Regions from separate parts of the Oryctolagus cuniculus genome. Here region 1 is linked to region 2. The links are chromatin contacts, called in public Micro-C maps. All regions are on one chromosome and are shown on one strand. The core of a region is the stretch at or near the end of the contact, and the rest is flanking DNA. Distances in the headings are between cores, read along the strand shown.

Region 1 (4,022 bases), core at 699-3,198, 180 kb after region 2:
AGGAGGGTTTCTGGACCCCTCGGTTCCGGCCTCCTGGTGTGCAGACCTCCAAGTGGGTGCGAGAGAGGGTCCTGGGTTTGGGAGTCAGAGGGAGCGGCCATACCAGGAAAGGAAACTGTTAAAGATTAATGCCTCTCGTACCTAACAGAGCCTGGAAGCCAGCCAGCACCAAGACGCAGGGTGCCAGGAACGGTGCATGAGAGATTTGAGGCTTTCCCAGTGCCGGGGGTAGGACAGCGGTCTGGGACCCTTGCTTTCTAGTCTAACCCTGCCCCTCTTTCCATGAGCAGAGCCCCGATGCCCTGGAAGCCTGGGTGAATGGGGAGAGACCCCGGAGAAGGAGAGCACTGCCCACCCAGAAACAGAAGAGTGAGGCCTCCGGGGTGCAGCAGGGTGGGAGGTGATCGAGCAGTGCCGGGACCGTCAGCTCGAGCCTGGAGCCTGGAGCCGGGGGAGGGTGGAGGGCGGGCAGCAGGGCAGCCGCAGCAGGTGGACGCTGCTGAGATTCCTCCGTCTCTCCTCCTCAGAGAAGCGCTCACTTCTTCACCTTGTTCCCATTAACATCACCTCCAAGGGTGAGCACCTCTTAAATCAGAGCTTTTGGGGAGGGGCAAGAACTGGGAACTCTGGGGCTGGCACCTGGGCCAAGAGAATCTTCGAGGTGAAAGGAGGAGGGCCAGTAAGAGCCTGAGAGCGCCCAGAAATCCTGACCACCACGCCGCTTATCTGCAGAGGACTCTGATGTCACAGAGGTGATGTGGCAGCCAGCTCTTCGGCGTGGCAGAGGCCTGGAGGCCCAAGGATACGTTGTGCGAGTCTGGGACACTGGAGTTTATCTGCTGTACAGCCAGGTAACCCCAGACTTCCCCTGAGCCTCACACCGGGGGCCCGAAGGCTGGCTCTTTGCTGTTCTCCCAGAGCCTACAGGCCCGGATGCTGAGGGTTCCCCAGGCCTCTGCTCCAAACCTTGGAGACCCTTGCTCCTCCCCTGGCCCCGGTGTGAGGGCTCCTGAGGCCTCCCAGGACTTGCACCATGCCATCTGGTCTTCTTCAACTTCTCCCCTCCCTGCCAGGTCCTGTTTCATGATGTGACTTTCACCATGGGTCAGGTGGTCTCCCGGGAGGGTCAGGGAAGACAGGAGACTCTATTCCGATGTGTATGCAGTATGCCCTCTGACCCGGATCGGGCCTACAACAGCTGCTACAGTGCAGGTGGGAGCCACGTGGACAGCCGAGGGGGTGGGCGTGAGGACACGTCTCTGACCTGGGGGTGCAGGGAGACACACTTGGAAGCCCGGGTGTAGAGGCAGATGTGAGAGATGACGGGCGCAATACCCCGGACCCTACAGGGACCAGAGGAGGGGCTGGAGAGGGCTGGGGGACCGTCAGTGAGCATCGCATTTCTGTTTTCTCAGGTGTCTTCCATTTACACCAAGGAGATATTCTGAGTGTCGTAATTCCCCGGGCAAGGGCAAAATTCAGCCTCTCCCCACATGGCACCTTCCTGGGGTTTGTGAAACTGTGATTGTGTGTTATCGAACGTGGTTCTGAGCTTGGAAGACCAGCGTGGTACCTATCGGATACAGCCAGGAGCCGACTAGACAAAAGGACAGTGCATGGGCAAGGGGCTGAGACCGCTTCTGGGGTTTGACTCGAGTCTCTGTTCCTCCCTCTTCCCTCTCCACTCCCAGTGCCCCAGCCTTTGACGTAGTGGACATTAAAGAGCTAGAATGTCTTGCTTTTAGCCCCCAACCAAATTCTTGTGTGCGTCTGTGGTGGCGGGGGCCGTGCCAGGCATGGTGTAGACCTGCCACCTTCGGGTCCGCTGGAACGCATCCAGGACAGCACCACCATCTAGTGGCAGCTGGAGGGACTCGCTCTGCCTCCTGGCAGCAGGCCACGGAGCCGCCCTCCGCTCGGGGAAAACCCCGGTTCCCTCTGCCTCTTCACTCCACCAGACGCCGCCGGCTCACTTCCTTCTCTCCGTCTGCTGCGCGCGCTTCCACCGCCATCCTACGGGTCTCGCTATCACGCGCCCGTCTGCGGCGGGGGCCCGACAACGACGACGGGCTCTGTGCGGGACCCACGTTTTGCCTTTCACGCTCTCCATTCGCGTGGCGTGGCAGGCACTCACCCGAGGCCTCTCCGGGCTGGGACTGGCCCCCGGCAGCCTTGGCTAAATCGTACGCCCCCGCGCGGGTCCTGCCTCCCTCCTCTGAGCTCGCTCTTCGGCTCAAGCCCTGCCTAAAGTTGAATAAATTGAATGAATGAAGGGATGATACAGCCCCGGCTCCATTTCCTCGCCTCAGGCCTGTCCCTGCACCAGAATCTCCCTGCTCATCGGGCTCTCGGGTGCTCCATTGACGGGACAGCCAGGCGCAGGCCCGCCAGAGTGCAGAAGGCAGGCCTACGCCGCGGGGCGTGAGGTAGGACGGTGCACGCATGCGCAAGTGGGCGAGAGGCCGGGCCGCCACGCGCCGCCAGGTCAGCGGGAGTGCGCAGGCGCAGTCCTACGTAGGGCTCGGGGGCGGGGAGGTCCGGTCGCTCTCGGGTAGGTGGGACTGGGCGCGTGGTGGCCGCGCCGGCGCCGTTCGCCGGGTGTGACGTACTAATCCTGCGCCGCCACAGCCGGTGGGCCTGGGGCTCGCGGGCGGGGAAGAAGGAGGAGGAGGGGGAGGTGGTGGCGGTGGTGGTGGAGGTGGAGGCTGAGGGAGAGCCGAGAGGCGGCCACGGCGGGGCGGCGCGGCGGCACGGCGCGCGCCCCAGAAGCGTTGGAATCCTGAAGTGAGGCGGCTGCGCCTGAGGACAGCAGGAGTGGCGGGGCCGCCGCCGTCGCTGGAGAGATGAGCCGGGAAGCCTGAGGCCAGAGACGCCCGCCCTCGGGCCCGTCCGCCCGGCTTCCCCGCTCCGGGTGAGGACGCCCCTTCCCCTCCCCCAGCCTTGCCGTGGCTCCTTCCACTCCTGGGTCTCGCTCCCACCGAACCGCGGCCAAGAAGCCCCCCGGAGGGACTTCTTAGGGCCCTGCTACACCGAGCTTGTAGGACCATACCCGTGGTGGGACGCAATTCTGGTCCCCGGGGATGAGGCGGGAGAGTGGGCTGGGCCGGCTCAGCTCGCTCGGCGCGGTTCTGGCCCAGCGCCTTGATTGGGCTGCCTCATCGTTCTTTTTTCGGTTTCGTTCAAACCCCCCCCCCCCTTTTTTTTATCAGACTCTGTGCCCTGAGCCGTAGCCCTGGCACCCTCGTTCCCACTGAGAGACCGCAGAGCGGGTCCACACCCCCCATTCAACAACTGTCTCGTGGTTTCCCTGAACTTGTGGTGTTTCAGGCACCTCAGTGTTATGTCAGGGTTCCTGTGCTGGATCATCTCCCTGAGCAAAGAAATGACCCTTAGTAGGCTCTCAACGGACAACCTCTGTTGGAACTGAAATCGAAAAGCAAAGCCTGAAAATACTGCGTTCGACCTGGGGATCTGCGAAATGCGATCCCTGAGGCCGACCGCTTGGCCATCTTCCTTTGGGAAAGATAATGGCACAGACCCGGAGAGGGTCTCTTGTAGACTGTGCTCATTGGGAAGATCTAAACTTTTGAGCTTTGTGATACCCTCTTCCCTTAGTTTATTTGCATCCGAATTCAGAGGAGGCTGCCGAGGATCTGGTGGTTAGGATGTTCCGATTCTGATATTCAGACCTTTGTTTTTTACAGGGTGCTGGAAGATGAAAGAGACCACACAGGGGACCGGGTCTTGGGGGCCTGAGCCTCCGGGACCTGGCATAGCCCCAGCTTACTCAAGCCCCAGGCGGGAACGTCTTCGTTGGCCCCCACCCCCCAAGCCCCGACTCAAGTCAGGTGGAGGGTTTGGGCCAGATCCTGGGTCCGGGACCACAGTACCAGCAAGACGTCTCTCTGTCCCTCGACCCTCTTTTGATGCATCAGCTAGTGAAGAAGAGGAAGAGGAGGAGGAAGAGGAAGATGAAGATGAGGAGGAGGAAGTGGCAGCTTGGAGGCTGCCCCCCAGGTGGG
Region 2 (3,483 bases), core at 639-3,138:
ATCCCTCCCCACCATGGCCGATGCCCTTGCGCACGGAGCTGACGTCAACTGGGTCAACGGGGGTCAGGAGAATGCGACGCCACTGATCCAGGCCACAGCTGCTGTGAGACCCGTGCAGCCCTCCCTGTCTCCCTCACCCCTCCCCCAGCCTGCTCCCTGAAGCCCCCACGCTGTAGGGAGAGATGAGCAAACTAGATCAGGTGTTAGGAATGTGTGATTGGAGGCAGAGAACCTGAGTTGGAATCCAGGAGAGGCTGAACTAGTTACACTAGTTACTAACCTCTCTCTAGTGCACTCTCTTTGTTATACTTTGGATTTAACAAATGCCTGTGATGAGTTAGACACTCAGCTGTAACCCCCCATTACCATACCCACCTCTAAAGATGCCACACCCCCGACCTGTCCCCTCCCCTTCTTGATGCAGAATTCTCTTCTGGCCTGTGAGTTTCTCCTGCAGAACGGGGCGAACGTGAACCAGGCAGACAGTGCGGGCCGAGGGCCCCTGCACCACGCTACCATTCTTGGCCACACTGGGTAGGGATGACGACCCTGGGGAGGAAGGCTCTGGGGCGGGGGAGGGGAGGGCCTTCTGAACGTGGCCATTGTTTCCAGGCTTGCCTGCCTGTTCCTGAAACGGGGGGCCGACCTGGGGGCCCGGGACTCTGAAGGCAGGGACCCTCTGACCATCGCCATGGAAACAGCCAACGCTGACATCGTCACCTTGTGAGACGGCGCGAGGGGCGGGGCTAGTGCTTGGACTATCCATTCGGGGCGGGGCTAGCGCGGAGACTGGAGCGTGAAAGGTGGGGCCCGGGAAGGGGCGGGGCCAGCGAGAGAGAGGGTGCACTCAGGATTAGGAAGGGGGGTGCTGGCAAGGTCTGGGAATGAGTTCAGCCAGCCAGCCAGCACTCAGGGACCCACACGCAGACGGGCATCTCTGAGACGCTAGACCCGACCCTAGGGAGACGGGAATGAGACACCCAGCTCAAAGGTTGGGGAAGGGGGAACAAGGGGACCGCCATTCATCCCTTAATTCCCTCTCCTCCAGGCTACGCTTGGCAAAGATGAGGGAGGCCGAGGCCGCCCAGGGCCAGGCAGGTAGAGTATCCACTCACCCCACGCCCCATGCCTGAGCCCTGGGCTTCCGCCTGGTCACCTGTCCCTCCCCCCTTATACCCAACAGCATTGGTTAATACGATCAGTTATTCAACAAATATGTATGGGTGCATCTGACGTGCCAGGCCCGCGGCACAAAACACAGGCGCGGGTGCTGGGTGCAGGATGCACGAGGTCCCTCCACCCACGGCCGGCGGAAGCGCGTGCTCGGACCCGACCCGCCCCAGCTGCCCCGCAGCGCCCTTCCGCGCTCGGGCAGGGCTGTGCGGCCTCCCCAGCCTTTCCGCATCCCCTCCAGGAGATGAGACGTATCTCGACATCTTCCGGGACTTCTCCCTAATGGCGTCAGACGACCCGGAGAAGCTGAGCCGGCGGAGTCACGACCTCCACACGCTCTGATCCCCGCCTTCCGGGCCGCGCACCCCTGGCTGCCGCTCCCCACCGCCAGCCCCTTCCCATTAAAGCCTCAGTTCTTTGCTCTGCCTTCGTGGTTCGCTTCCTGGGCTTCACCCTCGGGGCGCCGCAGGGTGCAGGGGTCGGCTGGGAGCTCGTGACCCTCCCCGGGGAGGGAGGGGGCAGCTTCAGCCTCAGCTGGGGGCCCCGGGCTCTCGGTCCCGGCGCGAGGGGCCGCCCGTGCGGGGTGGGGGCCGGCCTTCCCTTAGCGGGAGCTGGCACGGCGCCGGGACGGAGAGAGCAGGCTCCAGCCACCCCGGCCCGGAGGCATCCCCGGAATTCGGCTGCTCAGCACCCGCCCCCTCGGGAGTTCCCCACGGGAGCCACTGGGAGGAAACTGGGCGCTGGCCCGGGGGATGGCCGGGCCTCGCTCGTGTTAGCGAGCAGGAATGGCGAACTCCGGCCCCCGCCAGGTTTCCAGACGTGAGGCCGAGCACACCTGCGGGGCTGTCGCGGCCGCATCCGGGGCGACGCGCCTGAGTCACCCCACCCCCGCCCGAGGCCGCCCGCCCGGCGCGTCCGCCCCGTCCCTCCGGCCACTCTGGGCCCCCGCCTCCACCCCAGCGGCGCGAGCCGGGCGGGGGCGGGGGGCGGGGCGGGGGCGGGGCCGTCTCTTAAAGGGCCCTGGCCGCTGCCCTTAGGCCACTTCCTGGGGGCGGAGAGGACCTCGGCGGCCGCGGCGACAACCGGGAAAGGCAGCGGCGTCCGGGTCCTGAGGCTCGCGCCAGCCTCCATCAGCGCCCTCGGACACTCCCAGCTCAGACGGAGGATTGTCGCTTCCCAGCCGGTATAGGGCGGCTCGGCCATCCGCTCCCATCAGCGCCTCCGCCTCCATCCCCTGGGACCCGTGCCCTGAGCCAAGCCAGGCCTTCGACCGACCGGCCCCGGGGCCCTGCGTCGACTCGTCTACGGCGACATTGATCTGCCCAGGAACTCGGAAGCTGAACCCTCCGAAGAGTTGGCCCTGAGCTCGCCACTGTCACCTGCTGAGTGGGATTCCTGAAACCCATTGTCGGCATATCTCCCAAAACCGGATAAGCCTGCACTGAGAACTCCTTCCCCTCTCTGACTGCTCTCTGCTGTTAGCTGCTCTCCCAGCCTTTCAGGAATCTCTGTGCCTGAAGCCAGCCCTCCCTCAGGCCCCCACCCCATCTCACACAAGGTAGCCGGGGTGAACTCCTTGCCTTGCCTCCCGGGCCTCCAACCTAGCCTGAACCTCACCACCCAATTCTGCACACACCCAGGGAATTCGATCTTTCCTTCTCCTTCGGTGCCTCCTGTACCCCCAAAATTTCCCCTCCTCCTGTGCCCTCCCCGCCCCCCTCCTTTGGGGGCCCTGTGACCCTGAATGTGGGGGGAACGCTATACTCCACCACCCTGGAGACCCTGACCCGCTTCCCAGACTCCATGCTGGGGGCCATGTTTAGGGCGGACACGCCCATGCCCGCCAGCCTCAGCCCCCAAGGAGGGGGCCACTACTTCATCGACAGGGACGGCAAGGCCTTCCGACACATCCTCAACTTCCTGCGCCTGGGCCGCCTGGACCTGCCCCGTGGCTACGGAGAGACAGCTCTTCTCAGGGCAGAAGCCGACTTCTACCAGATCCGGCCCCTCTTGGATGCCCTGCGGGAGCTGGAGGCCTCTCGGGGGACCGCTGCGCCCACAGCCGCCCTGCTCCACGCAGACGTGGACGTCAGCCCGCGCCTGGTGCACTTCTCGGCCCGCAGGGGCCCGCACCACTACGAGCTGAGCTCCGTCCAGGTGGACACCTTCCGAGCCAACCTCTTCTGCACTGACCCCGAGTGTCTGGGGGCCTTGCGGGCCCGATTTGGCGTGGCTGCTGGGGACAGGGCAGAGGGGGGCCCTCATTTCCGTCTGGAGTGGGCCCCCCGCCCTGCGGAGCTCCCCGAAGCG

Evidence for each region. Hi-C and Micro-C count contacts between places; a contact is called where the count stands out from the background.
Region 1: a contact with region 2 is called in a Micro-C map of ear pinna, with 2.8 times the contacts expected there. The contact joins the promoter of SENP3 here to the promoter of KCTD11 in region 2. A contact is called at or near these places in 2 of 6 Hi-C or Micro-C datasets (ear pinna and an unstated tissue).

The regions. Positions count from the first base shown.
Region 1 is chr17:52,130,125-52,134,146 of mOryCun1.1, forward strand. It overlaps SENP3 (SUMO specific peptidase 3), which reads left to right and starts at 1,949. Exons shown (of 11, transcript XM_051825241.2): 1 at 1,949-2,426; 2 at 3,705-4,022. The coding sequence starts at 3,716. It overlaps TNFSF13 (TNF superfamily member 13), which reads left to right. Exons shown (of 6, transcript NM_001105676.1): 2 at 291-369; 3 at 528-575; 4 at 733-851; 5 at 1,074-1,212; 6 at 1,416-1,744. The coding sequence ends at 1,525.
Region 2 is chr17:51,945,418-51,948,900 of mOryCun1.1, forward strand. KCTD11 (potassium channel tetramerization domain containing 11) reads left to right here and starts at 1,889. Exons shown (of 1, transcript XM_008270790.4): 1 at 1,889-3,483. The coding sequence starts at 2,977. It overlaps ACAP1 (ArfGAP with coiled-coil, ankyrin repeat and PH domains 1), which reads left to right. Exons shown (of 22, transcript XR_001795229.3): 18 at 1-103; 19 at 425-534; 20 at 613-803; 21 at 1,049-1,098; 22 at 1,415-1,599.